Linked DNA regions of Rattus norvegicus: region 2 is linked to region 1. A link is a contact called in public Hi-C data. All regions are on one chromosome and are shown on one strand. The core of a region is the stretch at or near the end of the contact, and the rest is flanking DNA. Distances in the headings are between cores, read along the strand shown. Region 1 overlaps Zfp536 (zinc finger protein 536). Region 2 holds the start of Zfp536 (zinc finger protein 536).

Region 1 (2,700 bases), core at 109-2,608:
ACCTTTCGCAGACAAAAGCTTTTTCGTTTTGGGTTTATTAAATGACAGAATGTCCGACTCTGTAAATGTTCCAGTCGTTATTATGAAGCACCTGTGACATTGGTTCCCCCTAGCCCCCACACCCCGCCCTGCTCACAGCATCCATCTATAAATCGCTACTGAAATGGCACTGGGGCTGACTGGGGCCAACCCTCCACGTCTGGAACAGCTGCTGGTAGCTCAATGGCAAGGGTGGGGACCTCACTGTGGATCTGGGTCTCAGGAATCTTAGTAAATGTCAGTATGACATGCCCCAGCCGTGTCACCCCATAACTCTGAGGCAAGGGACAGTGGCCTCTTTTCATTGAGAACCAGTAGTTGAGAGAAAGAAGCTCTCGGGCTCTGAGAGATTGCTTGGCTCTCACTTCTCGTTTGTGAATCTGTGTAGCACCACCGTCTAGCAGATCACAACATGGTAACTTGAAAATATGGTTTAAATGATCGTTGCTGCCCCCCCCCACACACACACAAAGTAACAGACTCTCTGACCTAATTAAATCCACTTTTAAGAAACCAACTGGAGTGTGTGTGCCTGTGTGTGTGGTGTGTGTGTTATGTGTGTGTATGCATGTGTATTCCTCTGTGTGTGTGCGTCTGTGTGTGTGTGTGTGTGTGTGTGTGTGTGTGTGTGTGTGTGTGTATAGCCTCTATTCAGCTTTTAAAATTTCAAATCCCTCTGTGCGTGCAAACTCCAGCAGTTTCCATGTTCGGGATGAGGGACACAGAACACAGACTGTGCATCTTTTGATGTGAAACAATGTCAAAAGGACTAATTATGAGTCATACTTTCTTGAAATTTTTGTTGGCTGATGTCGCTTCTGCAATTGGATTCCTGCATGAGGCCAGCAGCTCTTGCTGGGGGGAAAGAACCTGGCACCTTCTGTTCCCAGGCCACCACCCCAGCCCTTTGGTGTTATGTAGGTCGAGCACGCCTGTGGGTTTCTAGGAAGGATCTCACTTTTAAACTTGGCATAGAAGTTACGACTGGAGAGCAGTGCTTTGGCGCAAAGATCTGTCTACACTGTGCGTGCTGAAAGAGGAAATGAGGTTACGGAGGGGAAGAGAGAAGAGCATCTAAAGAAGGTTTCTCGGGACCTCAGGTCAGCCTCAAAAGCTGTTCCTGCAGCCCAAGCTCTTCACGGGAATGCCTGCTGCTCCCAGACTCTGAAGGCAGTGGCTGGCAGCTTTCTCAGGGGTGGCCCTTTATCTGAGTCCAGGGAATGGAGGCCAGAAAGGAAGCAGATTCCACCTGGGGCTGAGCCCACAATGCTACCTGAAAACGAGGGAGCCTCGGGAGAGCAGAAACACAGAGTTAGACACAGGAGCAGGTCAGAGACACAGCACAGGGATGAAAGCGAAGGAAACTGTCCAGGTTAGAGCTGACCTCAGATGAAAGACTTCCAGAGGAGCTCGTGGGAAACGTTACAACTCCCTACGACCCATAATGGGAGCCAGATTCTTCTCCTGCTGGTTGTCAAGGAAGCCTCAGGACCTCCCACCTCCCCTGGAACAGCTGAGGGTCAGCACTCTTGGCACTGGATTAACTGCTATGAACCTGTGGGGGCAAGGAAATACCAGTTCCTGAACCAGGGACTTAGCAAAACAGTCCTAGAAACCGAGTTTATGGTGCTTTCATTTTTTCCTGTGCTAGCTACTAAACTCAAGAGTCTTGTGTGTGTGAAGCACGCTTTTCTACAACCTAATGAAGTTCTCAACCTGGTGGCACACAGCTATAACCTCAGCAGTAGAGAAGCAGGGGCAGGAAGACTGAGAAGTGGAGGCTAGCCTGGGCTATGAACTGAGATCCTAGAGAGAGACACAGAGAAAGACAGAGAGATAAAGAAAGACAGAGACAGAGACACAGAGACAGACATACAGACACATACAAAGAGACAGAGACAGAGAAAGACATAGAGAGGGACAGAAAGATAGACACAAACACAGAGGGGAAGACAGAGACAAAGACAAAGAGAAACAGACACACACACAGAGACAGACACACACAGAGACAGACAGAAAGACAGAGACAAGCAGAGACAAAAAGGAAGATGCAGAGAGAGAGAGACAGAGACAGACAGAGACAGAGACAGAGACAGGGGCAGACATACAGACACATATACAGAGGCAGAGACAGAAAAAGACATAGAGAAGGACAGAGAATACAGAAGAGGGAGACAGAGAGAAAGAGAGACAGACAGACTCACACAGAAAGACAGACAGACACACAGAAAGACAGAGACAAGCAGAGACAGAAAGACAGATGCACACACACAGAAATAGAGAGATGGAGACACAGAGACACAGAGACAGACATACAGAAACATACACAGAGGCAGAGACAGAGAAGGACAGAAAGATAGACAAACAGAACGGGGAGACAGAGAAAGAGAGACAGACACACAGAGAAAGACACACACACAACACAACACACACAGAGACAGACACACACACACACAGAGACACACAAAGAGACAGACAGAAAGACAGAGACAAGCAGAGACAGAAAGACAGATGCACACACACAGAAATAGAGGAACAGAGACACAGAGACAGACATACAGAAACATACACAGAGGCAGAGACAGAGAAAGACATAGAGAAGGACAGAAAGATAGACACAAACACAGAACGGGGAGACAGAGAGAAAGAGAGACAGACATA
Region 2 (2,700 bases), core at 47-2,546, 400 kb after region 1:
TCTGATTGGCCTCGCGTTTCCAGCTCGGGACTGGCCGGCTCATTTCCCTCCATAACCTGTTACTTATTTATTTATTTCTGTGTCTCAGGCCCCCGCGGGCCCCCGGGACCTGGGCCGGACTGGGGCAGGTGCTGAGGGCGGCGCACACGTGTGCCGGTGCCTCTAAGGTCTCGGGGTCCCGGGATCGCCCCCCAGGCACCTCGCAGGGCCTTGCCCGGCTCTTAGGACGCAGGAAGCCGATGCAAACACAAAATGGCAGGTCTTGGCCGCTCTCTACAACCGCAAGTTAGGCACCCCGTAAGCATCAGCTAACTTTGATTTTTAAAAATAAAATAATTGCCAATTACCCCCTGATTCCCAGGTAGTGCAGATCGCACCACGCACGATGGCGGGGCGGGGGAGGCGAAGGTAGCCGGGGACCGCCCCCCCCCCCCAGCCCCGGCACTGGAGCAAACGGGTAAAGTCGCTGGAGAAGTTTCCGCCGCGCAGCCTCCCCTCTCTCTTGGCTCCCCCGGCCCCCGACCCTACGGAAAGTTTCCCGGCTGCGAGCAGAGGCCGGGAGCGCAGGAGGGAGGCGCGGGCCAGGCCGTGTGGACGCCGGATCCCACTGGGGCTCTGAGCGCTCGGCCCTCGGGACTCCCTTTCAAAGTAACGGTCCCGGGACTGCGGCTGCGGTGGGGAGGCGGCGGCCGGGGCGCGGGTCCCGCTCTCCGCCGAAGTTCTCCAGCGCCATTCGATGCCGGGTGGCCGCCTCTACTCGGTTTTCCTCCTCCTGTTTTTTTTTTCTTTTTTCCACATACCCCCCCCCTTTCCTCTTAACCCCCGCTGACAGCTTCTCTCTCCAACGTCACAGCCACGGATATTTAATTAGACCATATTTTTTAATCGCGATGGGGTGAGAAGCAACCGGGTTACAGGCCTCGCCTGGTGGGGGGAGGGGGAGGGGAAAAGGGGGGTAGAGAACCACGCCAAGTGTCCAAACTCACTTTGCCACCTCCCAGAGATCAGGGCCGCCCCCACCACCACCTGGCACCCGCGCGCCCCTCCACTCCGCCGCCCCCACCCCCAACCCCGGCCTCCCCACCACCTTTGTTTGCCTTACCTTAAAACATTAAACGCGGGCGTCGGGAGCAAACTCGGGCACGTAAACCGAGCGTTGTAAAAGATTGTGTTCAATGAATAATGAAACATGTCCACATGATTGACTTGATCATTTTCCGGGGCTGAGGGGGGACGGGCGCCCAGCTCGCGCGCCTCAGTCGCCCACTCGCCAGAGCCCGGCCAACTGCTCTCAGCCTAGCCTGAGCAGGGCAGGCTCGCTTTTCATCAACCTCATTTCAGAATCGCCCCGTTCATTGATACTCATCATCCAACCCCAGCAGACATCCCATCCCCTGCTCGGCCTCCCCCTATCTGGTAGGTGAAATGCATTGTACCATTAAAAAGGATCTCCATTGTCGCCCTGGCGTAATTCACAGCAACTAGATAGGTCTTTCAGCATTTAGCTTTGATGAGCCGGAGACTGAACCCTTGATATAATAATCTACAAAGAATGGTGTGTGGTCGTCCATTTTTTCTCTCTGTCTAGCAACTAAGAAACCATTTAACACAGCGCAGCTTGCTTCTGACCTTGAGCTCATGTAAACACACTTATTAAAATCTATCTATTCTCCAAGAGCTACATTCTGATTGTCAGACTCGTTACGGAGACATACATCAGCCCCTTCGCTTGTCACTACTTTGCATTCCTGCCTTTAACTAAAGAATTTTTTATCCAGCCGAGAGGCAGAGAGCGATTGCCACGGAAAGAGAGGAGAGAGAGAGAGAGAGAGAGAGAGAGAGAGAGAGGGAGAGAGAGAGACGCGGAAAGGGAGAGAGGAAAACGCGTAATTCTTACCTGCTCCTCAAACTATTTAAAGTCTGTTTCTTTTCTGGGGTGAAAAAAAAACTCCCGGGTGAATCTCGGTGGACAGCGGGACGTGGAGAATCAGTCACAGCCCGGGCGTTTAAGGGAGTCATCAGCGATCAAATGACGTTGATCCGCGCTGTAACCTTGTGGCGTATTTAATGTAAATAAGGCCGTTATGTTGCCAATCGCCGCGATACAAACACCGAGAGGTCCTCAGCCTCGCCTCCCGCGCCTGCCATTAGAGGCGACTTTATTTACAGACACTATTTAGGAGATCATGATAATTCTAAAACAATACTAGTGCCAAATGATTATGAAAATATGATTTTAATTAATCACGTAGTAGGCAAGGAAATTAGCATACGGTAATTAAACTTCGAGAAAAACGTCATGCAGGTTCTCTGCCTTATGGGTCCAGAATAATCATCGCGGTGGGCTCCGAGACTTAATTACGAAACAAAATAACTTTTTTAAAGGCAACTTTGCAAGGCTGGTCCTCCAGGCGAACGTTTGGGTAAATAATACAAGCCGAGGTAACAAAGTGGGGGTTTCAGTGGTGCCGAGGAAGCGGGGAAAGATGGGGGGGAAGCCGAATAATGCAATTACGAATGCTCTGTCCTAGAGTTGACAAAAGCTGGTGCCTCAAAAGCCTCTTTGTTATGGGATTATATAATGATCCTGGTGTCATTATGGGTGGGGAAAAAAAAGAAAAGAAAAGAAAGAAAAAGAGAGGGAGAGAGAAAAGGTTCAATAAAAATAAAAGAAGTGTGCAGAGACACCAACAAGCAGCT

Evidence for each region. Hi-C and Micro-C count contacts between places; a contact is called where the count stands out from the background.
Region 2: a contact with region 1 is called in a Hi-C map of Schwann cells, with 8 times the contacts expected there. The contact joins the promoter of Zfp536 here to the enhancer-like site in region 1. A contact is called at or near these places in 9 of 12 Hi-C or Micro-C datasets (Schwann cells, frontal cortex, kidney and 4 more) and 1 of 1 datasets of contacts at active chromatin or transcription factors (oligodendrocytes).

The regions. Positions count from the first base shown.
Region 1 is chr1:99,195,398-99,198,097 of GRCr8, forward strand. All of the region lies in intron 6 of Zfp536 (zinc finger protein 536), which reads right to left. Among named protein-coding and RNA genes, the nearest start is that of Zfp536, 400 kb to the right of the region's middle. Within about 2 kb of position 1,359, at least 2 of the 93 cell types and tissues checked have an H3K27ac peak or open chromatin away from gene starts, as enhancers often do. A contact at or near this core is called in Schwann cells, where this site is marked.
Region 2 is chr1:99,597,747-99,600,446 of GRCr8, forward strand. It overlaps Zfp536 (zinc finger protein 536), which reads right to left and starts at 1,297. Exons shown (of 7, transcript NM_001427135.1): 1 at 1,103-1,297.